2 separate regions of the Mus musculus genome follow, and region 2 is linked to region 1. A link is a contact called in public ChIA-PET data. All regions are on one chromosome and are shown on one strand. Each heading gives the region's core, a stretch centred on a gene start, on an enhancer-like site or on the middle of the called end of the contact. The rest is flanking DNA. Distances are from core to core; before and after follow the strand shown. Region 1 overlaps Orc3 (origin recognition complex, subunit 3). Region 2 holds the start of Zfp292 (zinc finger protein 292).

The links. ChIA-PET counts read pairs in DNA pulled down with a chosen protein or histone mark.
Region 2: an RNA polymerase II ChIA-PET map of memory CD8 T cells shows a contact between it and region 1, with 14 read pairs. The contact joins the promoter of Zfp292 here to the enhancer-like site in region 1. A contact is called at or near these places in 5 of 39 promoter capture datasets (the C10 cell line, the HPC-7 cell line, cranial neural crest and 1 more), 1 of 115 datasets of contacts at active chromatin or transcription factors (memory CD8 T cells) and 3 of 9 other capture datasets (adipose tissue, liver and pancreatic islet).

Annotation. Positions count from the first base shown.
Region 1 is chr4:34,577,922-34,584,104 of GRCm38.p6, forward strand. It overlaps Orc3 (origin recognition complex, subunit 3), which reads right to left. Exons shown (of 20, transcript NM_015824.4): 14 at 1,822-1,955; 15 at 32-111. Among named protein-coding and RNA genes, the nearest start is that of Akirin2, 30 kb to the left of the region's middle. Within about 2 kb of position 3,495, at least 50 of the 459 cell types and tissues checked have an H3K27ac peak or open chromatin away from gene starts, as enhancers often do. A contact at or near this core is called in the HPC-7 cell line and memory CD8 T cells, where this site is marked.
Region 2 is chr4:34,879,541-34,885,723 of GRCm38.p6, forward strand. Zfp292 (zinc finger protein 292) reads right to left here and starts at 3,408. Exons shown (of 8, transcript NM_013889.2): 1 at 3,218-3,408. The coding sequence starts at 3,379.

The DNA of each region.
Region 1 (6,183 bases), core at 2,245-4,744:
GTGCAGCTGGAAGGAAGAGAAAGATGCCTACCTTCTGAAGGTGATACAGGTCTGTCTTCTGCAGCCCCTTTGGCTGTGATCCACAGGCATCCTCTTCCTCTTTGCTATCTGCTTTGAATACAACAGAGAATAGACACTGGAAGTAGAATTTATACTTTTTTAAAACATGAGCAAGACAGGCAGATGATGCTCCTTCCAGAAGCTGAAGGCAATACATATTACATTGTTTATATAGTAGTGAGATCTTCAATCACTAGCTACTGAACTCAAGCGTTTCTAGCCAGCAGAACAAAAGCCTATATAAAAATATCATACAGACTTGAAACTATTTCCCTTTGATTAGAAGCATTCCGATCCACCTGCGCTCAACCTTCCACTGTCCTGCTTTTGATTCATTACCGTTTAGCATAAGGAAGGAGGTGTATAAAAGCTATAAAAGTAACTCTAGGAAGAGGTCCCCCTAACTGATATAAACGTATGGCTATGCTGCAGGAGGATGTGGTACTCGCTCTGACTTGGGAACCTGACAATGATTTGGTTCAAATATGATATAAAAATTAGCTAAAGAATGTATATTCTTAAAGAACCAGAAGATAACTCTTGATTTTAGAAAGTTATAACCTAAGGTTAGGATAACTGCTAGCTAAATTCTTTATTTTATTCCATTCCATTACCGTGTTTAAAACTGATTATAACACCCAGCCTGATTTAACCCTCTCCAATTTAATTCTAAATTAAAATAAATATGCCAACAGTGTAAAGAAACCATAGGTGGCAAATAACCAAATATTTCTTCTTGTGAAAATTTTAAGTATACTTTGTTATTAATAACAATTGGTTTTTTAAACCAAGAAATAAAGACAAATCAGCAGGATGGTGTTGTTTTGATTCATAAAACACTATTCTTTATACTGTTGTCAAACATTTTAATCTTCAGCCTTACCATTTGAAAAATGATAATCACTTAATGCTAATTTATCATAGGATTTGTTCGCTAGGTCACATTACATGAACTCTAATTAAAATTATGGTATCTACAGTCTCTTTATGTCCTTAAGAGTTGCTTCTCATTGGTGAGAGTGCAACTGTGATCTGATCTTACACACACACACATACAAACACACTCACTCACTGAGCTGGAAGCCAAGAGAGATTGGCTCTAGTCTGTGTGCTGTATCAATAGCTGTGAAGTATAAAGCAGTTTACTTTTCTTCTCAGAGTTGAGTTTCTCGTAGCTGGAATGATCTCAACTTGTAGACTTTTAAGGTTTTTACTTCTGTGAAATGGTTCAGGGTCACTGCTGTGGAGCTCCCTCTCACACATAACTTGGAGGAAGCAAATTGGCACTGCTTACCACCTTAATCTGTAACTGAGCACCTGTCAGAGACCCCCTGCAGAGGAGCTACAGGGGTCTGAGGACACATTTCCACACAGACAGCTTGCTATAAGTAAAGGAGTTTAAAGACAAAGGAATATCTGCCACAGGAGGGAGTCAAACAAACATTCCAAAGCAGGTATTTCCATGATGCCATGAGGCAAGCCTCTTTCCTCACCCCGTCACAGCACCCCAGATAAGGCAAGAGTACAGAATGGTCTATCCAGAGAATGAGAACTGCCTGCCACCCATTCTCACCTGAAGAATGAAAATGATGTTCTTCCATTTGATTTTCTACATTGTTTAAAACAAATCCAGAGGCGAAATGCCTTTGCCTGTTTGCACTTGTTAAGATGTTACCTTCAGAGACTGGTCTGCTGACTGACACCGAGGCGTTTTGATGACACTCTGGTTAAAGGACTGGCAGGGCGGGATATTACACTTACCATCGAGGTTCTGAAACTGGGTCAGGAAATCCTTTATTTTCTGTGTTGTGTTGCCAAGCTGCTTTTCAGTAGAGGAATCTAAAACCTCAATACAGCGCTGAAGTATGCTCACCAGTTCATCCTTTGCCAGCATTCTAGACAGACAGGGACAGGCCATGTAGCACAAGTAGAAAACTAGCGCACCTCATCAAGTTACTTTTGGTAATAGTGTTTCATCCCAGCAAGAGGAACTTAACTAAGACAGGACTTATGTCAACAGCCGGAGCCAGTGAAAGGAGCCAGGGAAATGGCGGCACTTTATAACCTGAGTTTGATCCCTGCAAACTCACATAGTAGAAGGAGAAAACTACCCAGAGAGTCGTCCTCTGACTTCCACATACATGCCCCCGCCCCTAGGTGCCAACAAGAAATTAAGCACCAAATTCAGACCTAGAATTCCACATTGAGAGTCGAATCCATGACAACTTCAATGTATGAGTTTGTTTTGCAGTAAGCTCCTAACAACGCACTTAGGACATGTAGACTGAACAGTGTTTCGTTTTTCTGTCTGTACTATGTGCTGAGATGGTCGTGGTGAGTGAGGTGTTGGAGGCCACAGAAGCTATTACTCCTGGCTCATTTTGAAACCGTTTAGAACCTCTGAGCGTGGAAGACATACCTAAATGAGATACATTTCTGTTTGGAATGCAAAAGAAAATATGCTAGATTTTGAAGATTTACATTTACGCTCCTGTTCTGCCAACTAGGAAAGGCTGTTTTTCAGACTTTATACAAACAGCAGAAACTGTCTCTGATGTTTTGTACATGCCTTATGAGTCTACAGGAGGGAGACATTTGCTGCGAAGCTGCAAGCTTCTCCATCACGTGTCTTTGGTGGTGGCCCCAGTGTACCAGTCCTTGTTAGAACTGCTATGTCTGATCCTCAGCGCTGTTGAGCTCAGCTTAATAAAAACATGGAAACTATACTTGGTATTTATTGGTTTTGCTTTATTTATAGCCCCAACTTCCACTTTAGATCTAGGCAAATAAATTTTGAAGGTACGCGCGCCTTTTAGTCTGAATTATGAACCTATTAGCAGTGAAACAATCTCATGCAAGTCCCTTAGTCCCTTTCTATGGTTCAGATTCCCAGGGAAAACGTGGCTAACTAACCTGCCGGAAAGGTGTGCTGCACTGGACTGCAAAATGTGCTCAGGGTGCCTACGATAGTACTGGCACACAGCAAGCGCTCGCTCAATAAAAGGCAGTTCCTGTTATCAGCATTACTTCTATAGTCCAGGAACTGTACCCTACTGGATTGACATTTATGGGCTCCAACCAGATTACTAAACCCGAAATTTTATGAGTAAGTTTTTTCCACATCAATGAATTTATGAATTTGGGACTACCTAAGAGGAGAGGGATGACAGATTCCAATAATAAAGTTATAACACAAGGCATCAATTGCCCGGGGTGCTGGAGAGGTGACTTGGGGTAAACTTGCTTACTCCCTAGCAATACCAGCTTACCTCAGTGCCATCCTGGACTAGCAAAGTCTCAGAAACCTTCTATTCTAAATTTATAAACACACAAAAACAATTTAATGACATTTTTAAAATGGGGAAAAAAGGTCTGAGCATGGTGTCATGCACCTGTAACCCCAGCACTGGGGAGGAACTGCAGTGACTCATGGCTGGACTAAATCCTCTTAGCTAGACCAGCAAGGAGTACAAAGCCTGCCTCAGAAACAAAACTTTTCAGTGAAAATCAAATTTCTTTGGGGATTTATTTTCCATATAGTAAGAAATTTCAGTTTCATAGTTACAGTGCACCTAAATCACTAATAATTGTATTCCAGTTTTTAGAATTTGGGTCAGCTTGAGTAAGAATGTCCCCTGTATGTTCATGTGTTTGCACATTTGAGTATCAGGTAGTGGTGCTGTCTGGGGAGGCAGAGGAAGTGCAGCCTTGCTGGAGACAACACAGCACCGGAAGCTGGAGGCCAGCTCTGTAATCCTTGTGGTTCCATGTACTGGCTAGTTTTGTGTCAACTTGACACAGCTGGAGTTATCACAGAGAAAGGAGCTTCAGTTGAGGAAATGCCTCCATGAGATCCAACTGAAAGGCATTTTCTCAATTAGTGATCAAGGGGGGAAAGGCCCCTTGTGGGTGGTGATAAGAGAGCAGGCTGAGCAAGCCAGGTGAGGCAAGCCAATAAAGAACATCCCTCCATGGCCTCTGCATCAGCTTCTGCTTCCTGACCTGCTTGAGTTCCAGTCCTGACTTCCTTTGGTGATCAACAGCAATGTGGAAGTGTAAGCCGAATAAACCCTTTCCTCCCCAAAAACCCTGACTAAGACATTCCAGAAGCCTGCCACCTGCTGCAGTGCTGCCTGCTACCACCACAAAGTAAACCCCCGCAGCTCCCTTCTATACACTGCCTTGGTCATGGTGATTTATCACAGCAACAAAAAGTAAGTAACGTCCTACGGTGCCCGTCTGTTCTTCAGGGCATGCAGGGAATGAGGACTAAAAATAAATCTAGTTAACAGACTTCTTTCTAACAAGTTCCGGTTGCTAGGTGTGGCATGTACACTGCCAGAGGCATAAGGATTCTGAGTTCAAGGCCGGGCCTCTGCTACCCAAGGAGGCATTATCTCAAAAGGAAAATAACTGAATACTGTGTTTACCTCCACATTTGTACCTACTGAGGAAAGTTTAAACCTTGATAAAAACCTACCTCTCATTTTGGTTCCCTTTCTCACTATGGAAGTGACTGCTATCTGCATGCGTGAGGAGAATGCACACGGTGACTTTAAATACAATGCCCCACCCCCACCCCCCACGGCTCATATATTTGAACACTTAGTCACCGAGTAGAATTCTAAAAGAATTGTAAGGATCAGGAGGTGTGGCCTCCTTGGAGAAAGTGTGTCACTGGGGGGTGGGTTTTGAGGTTTCCAAAGCACATGCCAGACCGAGGCACTTGCCTGTGTGTGCCAAGTGTACTGGTGCTCTCTGTCATGATCTCTGCCTCTCCTCTGCCTAGGGACTAGCATGTAGCCCTCAGCTCCTGCTGCCTCACCTGCTGCTATGCCTTCTCCTCTCCCCACAAGAGGATAATGATCAACCTCTGCAACTGTGACAAGCCCCCAGATAAATGCTCTATTTCATAAGAGTTGTCATGGCCTTGGTATTTCTTCACAGCAACAGAACAGTGCCTAAGACAATGCACATGAGTGTGTGGGTAGAAGTACCCATGTGTATGTATGTAGGATACATGCAAGGGATGACAGCAGGGGTCCTCCCTATTGCTCCAGCTCCACACCCTTTTTTAAGTCTCCGTTACTTAGGTGTGTTTGTGTTAGTGCACATGTGTGTGCACAAGAATGTTACAGCACGTGTGGAGGCCACAGGACAACTTGTGAATGTCAGGTCTCTCCTTTATATGGCTATCAATGACTTGCTCAAGCTGCGATGTGTGTGGAGCCAACTGAAAAGCCAGCCCTCCACCTTAGTTTTGGAGACAGGGTCTCTCACTGAACCCAAACCCTGAGGTTTTGGGCTAAGCTAGCTCACCAGTGAGCTTCCAGCCACAATGAGGTCTGAACCCAGGTCCTCTCCAAGAGCAGCAAGCACTGAGGCCCCTCTCCAGTCCCTAACTTGTTAGCTTTTAATCACTTAGGGAAACTCAGTCAGATTGGAAAGTGAAAATTACAAGACTGGCAAGACCTTCTTTCTGAGTTCAGCACCCAAACCTTGGAGGCCAACAGCAACAAGGCTAAGAGGGCCCAAAACCACAGTAAATGTGTGTCCCTTTCTCTTAAAGGGACTCCTTGGGTAAGTTGTTTGTCCTGAACAGAGGCCATGAAATCTCCAAAGGCTGGGCTCCAGCCAGTATACGTCCCCTAGGGAAGAGAGTTGGTGGAAACGGGCATGCCCCAGATGCTTCCACAGGCAGCTACATGGTCAACAGGGATTTCCATGGCGGTGACCCATACCTACAGGAAGGACTCAAGGAGACTGATGACTTTCAAAATAATGGATACCTACATGGTCTTAAAATGCAATAGCAAAGTACAGCCACAACCATTAAACAGTTTTGCAAGGTTTATCACATATGTGAGATTTCAGAATGTTACTGAGTCCCCTTGTTGAAGATTAATCTATTTTCCAGGAAATACTGAAAATGAGAACCAGGAGATACCTACTGAAAGAGTAAACCAGTTGAGTACTTTAACTTTTTCTTCACAAGAGAACCCAAAATTAAATTCAGATAGGAATCTATGCCAAACAATCAAAGCCTTCCTTGAGCACTCCCTAAATCTCTGTCTTTCTGTTCATTCACGATTGATGTCTTCCAGATTCCAATGCCTAAAACTT
Region 2 (6,183 bases), core at 2,158-4,657, 300 kb after region 1:
TTGTGTGTCAACTCAACACAAGCTGGAGTTATCACAGAGAAAGGAGCCTCCCTTAAGGAAATGCCTCCATGAGATCCAGCTGTAAGGCATTTTCTCAATTAGTGATCAAGCAGGAAGGGCCTAGGCCACTGTGGGTGGTACCATCCCTGGGCTGGTAGTCTTTTTTTTTCCCCTTTCTTGGTTTTTCCAGACAGGGTTTCTCTGTGTAGCCCTGGCTGTCCTGGAACTCACTCTGTAGACCAGGCTAGCCTCAAACTCAGAAATCCATCTGTCTCTGCCTCCCAAGTGCTGGGATTAAAGGTGTGTGCCACCACTGCCCAGCCTGGGCTGGTAGTCTTAGGTTCTGTAAGAAAGCAAGCTAAGCTGGACAGGGGAAGCAAGCCAGTAAGTAACATTCCTCCATGGCCTCTGCTTCCTCACCTGCTTGAGTTCCAGTCCTAACTTCCTTGGTGATGAACAGCAATGTGGAAGTGTAAGCTGAATAAACCCTTTCCTCCCCAACTTGCTTCTTGGTCATGATGTTTGTGCAGGAATAGAAACCCTGACTAAGACAAGAACTAACTCCTGCAAGCTTCCCTCTCACCTCTGCATGCTGTGGCACATGCACAGAGATACACACAGACACAAATAAGTGTAAATATAACAGAGCAATCTTTAAATAAGCACAAAATTGAGGACTTTAAAACTGAGCCTCAATGCTGACAGAATATTAGCTCAAGTCCAGTGACTGCCAAACGTTTATTTATCCTGGCTTTCTAGAAGCATGTGGACAGCCCAGGTCTACCGGAGAAAGACATAAAAAGGTCGAACTGTAATTCCAAGGTTAGAAAACAGGATTTAATTTCTAGCTCCCCCTACATCTAACATTACATCCCATGTTAACTAAGACAAAATTCTAAGGATATTTGAGTTGGAGCCCAACCCCCACTCTCTCTTCTGTCTTATGCTATTATCTGGAACTCACTATGTAGCCCAGGATGGCCTTAAACTCTGACCTGCCTTCCTCGGCCTCTCAAATACAGAATTAGAGCTCTGGAGATCACTTTTATAATTTATAATATTGGGGTAGGGAGCATAAATCAGTCTTTAGCGAACAAGCCTCGAACCCAAGAGACACTGGGTTTGCCCCTCAGCCAATACACCCTCAGTATGAATTACTATTTCTAATTTTTGAAAACCACCAATGATTACTTCATTACTATTTGATTTTTATCAGCAAGGTAATAAAAAATGATTTATATACCTTAAGATTTATCACTTAATAAAACCAATATCGAGTTATTTTTTTTAACTGTTTTATTCATTAGAAGTAACTTTAAAATGCCAGGCAGTGGCACCTGACTATAATTCCAGCACATGGTGGGGCAGAGGGTGAGAGGGGAACAGGTAAATCTCTGAGTTCAAGTCCAGCCTGGTCTACAGAACAGCCAGGGCCACCCTTCCCCCCCCCCCAACACACACACAGACAATTCCTGTCTTAAAAAAGACAAAACAATAAACAAGAAGAATTTAAAACCTGGTGATGTACCTAGCATGCTGTACCTAGTACCATCTTAACCACAACCACACACACAGTGATACTTGTGCATCAATCTCAAAAACGAAAGAGAAAGCTATACTTATACTCTTTATCGCATGAGCCTTCATTTTAACAGTATTATCAATCCTTAAATCATCAGTGGATTCTACTAAGGAATTAATATCCCGAACTAAAGTAGACTTTAGTCTGCTCCCAACTGCTCATGGTGGCACAGATCTGTAATCCTAGCATTTGGGATGGTGAAGTAAGACGACTACCCAAAATTAATGCCAGCAAGGAGAGCATGGAAAGACTGTCTCAAAACACCTCCTCCAGAAGTGGACTCCATTTACAAATGAAATCTTGGCCGGGCGTGGTGGGGGCGTGGTGGCGCAGGCCTTTAATCCCAGCACTCCGGGAGGCAGAGGCAGGGGGATTTCTGAGTTCGAGGCCAGCCTAGTCTACAAGGTGAGCTCCAGGACAGCCAAGGCTACACTGAGAAACCCTGTTTCAGGGGAAAAAAAAAAAAAAACCAACAAACAAACAAATGAAAGCCTTATTTGTAAATTCTACTAAAATAATTTCTCAGGCTTACGATGGTGGGCAATTTCAGGGCATAGAAAATAGCAAATTTCAAAGTTTCTTTAATACTAAGGTTTAAAACAATGACTCTGTAATGTGGCCTCCAGATCTGACGAACTTTCTGACTGCATATATTTGCAGACAAGTCATCCTTGGTCCTATTTTTTTTTTTTAAATAACGAACCATCAATGCATGAGCATAAAATGCATACGGCAATGGGGCTGCTTCTGTATGTGATCAGATACCCTAGAAAGATAGATTTCAGCACCTGGAGGCTGGCAAGTGAAAGTATCCCTGTGAAATCCTAAAATGCTCCACCATTGTTCAAATCTCAGTGTTTCCAAAACAAAATCTTAAGCATGACACATCCATTAGGTTTCATGCTTTATGTAAAAAACGGCCTCAACTAGGCAGTTTAATCAATGTTCTCCCTCCCTCCATAGTCAGCACACGTTAACTGGGGAGTCTTAAGACCAGATGGAGATCCAAACTCTGATATCTGTCATAAGATAACATTTAGAATGTTACTAACATTCTAAATCCTAGTTAGAAAACGTTGCTGAAAAGCAATGTCCTTGGGCAAGAAAAGAATGGGAAGATCTGAAACTGACCCAAGCACAAATCCCTTGTCAACCAAAGACACTTAACAGGAAAGAACCCAAGAAATGTGGGGGTGGGGGTGCACGGGGGGGGGGCCGGAAATCGTACTCTTCCGGAACGTAAAGGCGAAACAGGCACTGGTAAAGCCGCCCCCAAGGGACGACTGACTATGGAACGGTGACAGCTCCTATGCACCGCGGAGAGCAGCCAGCAGGAACGGCCGCAGCGCAGACGCCGCCGCCACTCCCAGCTTGCAGGTCCGGCGGGATTGGCTCGAGAACATCAACAAAGACCCTCCGGTCGCAGCCTAACCCAACAACAAAGGCCGAGCGACTGCGCGCGACGGCCGGCGGCGACAGGGGGACTGGCGCGCGGCGGGCAGCCCGGCGCCCGCGGCGCAGCCCGGGAGCGTGCACGGAGCCCCGAGGCCGTCCGGCCCAGCCTGGCCGCGGAACACAAAGACGCGGACCGCCCGCGCTCCGGCCGCCGAGGCCCGCGGAGGGGGAGGGGCTCACCTGGCACAGCTGGCGGCAGTAGGCGGCGGCGGCCTCCACCGCGGGCTCCCGGCTCTCGCATAGCCGCCGCTCCAGCTCTTGCAGCCGCTCGCCCAGGCGCCGCAGCTCCGCCGCGCAGCCGCCACCGCTCAGGCGCTCCTGCTCGGCCTCATCGTCCGCCATCTTCGCAGCCCGCTCCGTCGCGTACGCACCTGGGTCACGTGATAACACAATGCCACGTTCGGCGGGGTCACGTGCCCGGTGCGCTGGCACGCCTGGGCGCACGTACAAAGGCCGGGTGTGGGGCTGGCGACCGCCGGGGCAGTGCTGCAGCGAGCTGAAGCTGAGGCCTCTGCTGCTGCGGCGGCGGCTAGGGCCAGGGCCAGGGCGAGGGCAAGGTCTGCGGAACAGCCGGAGGCCAGGGCAGGGTGGAGAGCTGGTGATTGCCCTGGTTCTGGGCCAACCCGAGAACGCCTCCTGGAAACAAGCGCTCTAGGTGTTGGAGGGCACACACACACAACAATTGGGTCAGAACAAAATGAGAGGTTCAATTCTCATTCTGGGAAATCAAGCAGCGAACACAAGAAAAGAATAGTGTGGAGAGAATTCAAACAGACCGAAATGATTAATGTTGTAACCCGGTGGTTTTTAAGGCACAAAAGCTTTTCTAAAATCTGGTTACCGTTACGCGTTACAAGAATCCACACCGAATCTTAGTTTGGGAAAGTAGGTCGAAGGAAAGAACACAATTAAGGATGCTAAAGTAAAAAAAGGAACACGGATGTCAAATAAATGCCAGTAGCAACCCTCCTCTTGGTGCTGCAAAACAGGTGGCCTTCTAAGCCGTATTTTATTTGCAAGACGAAAACAGTATTTGGCATTAGAATTGGAGAAGAGAGCTGAGTGTTGTGTGCACGGTTGTAATCTCAGCACTCGGAGACGAGAGGTTCAAAAGTTCATCCCTGGCTACATAATATTTCCTCCTCCAGCCTATGCCAGATGAGTTCTTACAAATTTAAAGGAGTAGGGGGTAGAATAAGAGGTAGTCGGAAAATCAATGTGCTTAACCATAAATTTCATAATCAAACTAATAACAAACCCAGTGTTTGAGGGCTAGGGGTGTGACTCAGTTGACAGAGTGCTTGCCTAGCTCCGTTCACTGCATAAACCAGGCAAAAGGCACGCAACTGCCTGTTTAATCTCAACCTTCCCTGGTGAACGCCAGAGTATCAGAAGTTCAGAGACTACACTATTTTGCCAGTTTCAGGTCAGCAAGAACAAATAGACAAACAAAACAAAACACCCCACAACCTACTGTTTATTTAAGAGGCAAGATGTCTGCCTTACAACTGAATCCTTTTAAAACAAACAACAGCGTTGACACACCTGGTCATTTTACTGTTGTGTTCTGACTGCACTGTATTTTTCTAAGGATAGTTATCTAAAATGAACAACCAGCCTGGAGGTTGGCTCTAGCAGAACTGCAGCACGAAGGAAGCTGGAGCTGAGGGTCTCCCGGTCCAGTCCGCCCGGGCTACATTGTAATGCTGGGTCTCAAAAACATAATTTCTACCGTATCCAGTAGCCTTTTCAGGAAATGTATATAATAAAGCCAGATGTGATTCTAGTCCTCACAGGTGACGGGAGGAGGACACTTAGTGGAAAATGTTCTCTGAATACTGTGTTGTTCCAGCGAATGTTTTGTAATGCATGCTTTTAAATCATTACATAAGATGAACAAGCACAAGGCAACCTTACAGAAAACAGCATCAATACTGCACATTAACAAGACAGAATCCTCTAATGCTTGCATGTACATGAGACCAGGGGAGCACACTGTAAGGCTAAGGATTTCCTCTATTGGATTGAACAGTGAAAAAGAGTTGAAGAAACAAATGAAGGTAGCTGTTTTGTCTTGCCCTAGTCCCTGTAGATACTCTACCAATGAGCTGCCCTGTACCCTCCTTGCTTAAGATTTTAAATTTTGCAGTTCATTTTCCCAGGTTATATATATAGTTCAGGTATTAAAGTTCCATCAATGTATGCTATTTTAGGATTCCAATGAAAATTATCAAAAGAAATATGTGATTAGCCAATGCACCAGTAAATGCAAGGACTGTACAATAACTAAAGGCTAGGAAGCTTACCTTTTCTACAATTCAACAGTAATGAGTTACACCACACTTCATTTACAGGAAGGAAAGTGTGTAGCAGCAGGTGTGGAGAGAAAGATCCAAAGTGAAATATGCCTGAATAATGATTTTTTAAATTATTACATAGGGCTAGGGTGTAGCTCGATGGCAGAGCACATTCCGGAGACTCTGGTAATGGGATGGGGAGGGGGTACCTAGTAATGTCATTCCTACCTTCAGGCCATGATACCCTTGTGGCTAAAAAAACTGGATTAGGAGCTGGAGAGATGGGCTCAGTGGTTAAGAACATTTGCTAGTTTTCCAGAAGACCAGGGTTGTAGTCCCTGTACCAGGTGGCTGCTTCACAGCTGTCTGTGAGTTCAGTGTCAGGGGATGCCAACTGCTTCTGGAACCAGACATGCAAGTGGTGCACAGACCTCATGCAGGTATGACACTCTTACATAGAAAATAAAATTTTAAAGGAAACTGGAATCATAAATTGGATCTGCATTCTAGTACGGCCATATAAATTCATCTGCACCTTTTGCTTTTATCTAGTGTCTGTGACTGTTAAACTTGAGAATTATGAGGAGAAAGACGGCCTTAGTTAGGGTTTTATTGCTGTGAAGAGACACCAGGACCACAGCAACTCTTATAAAGGACAATATTTCTGGTTTATATTTTCAGAGGATTAGTCCGTTATCATCATGGCAGGAAGACATGGTGCTCGAGCTGTAACTAACAGTTCTCCAGCCCAGTCTGCAGGCAGCAGGAAGAACAAGTCACACTAGGCATGGCTTGAGTATCTCAGACCTCAAAATCCATGTCTTAGTGCCTTTTGGCCAGCCTGAGACC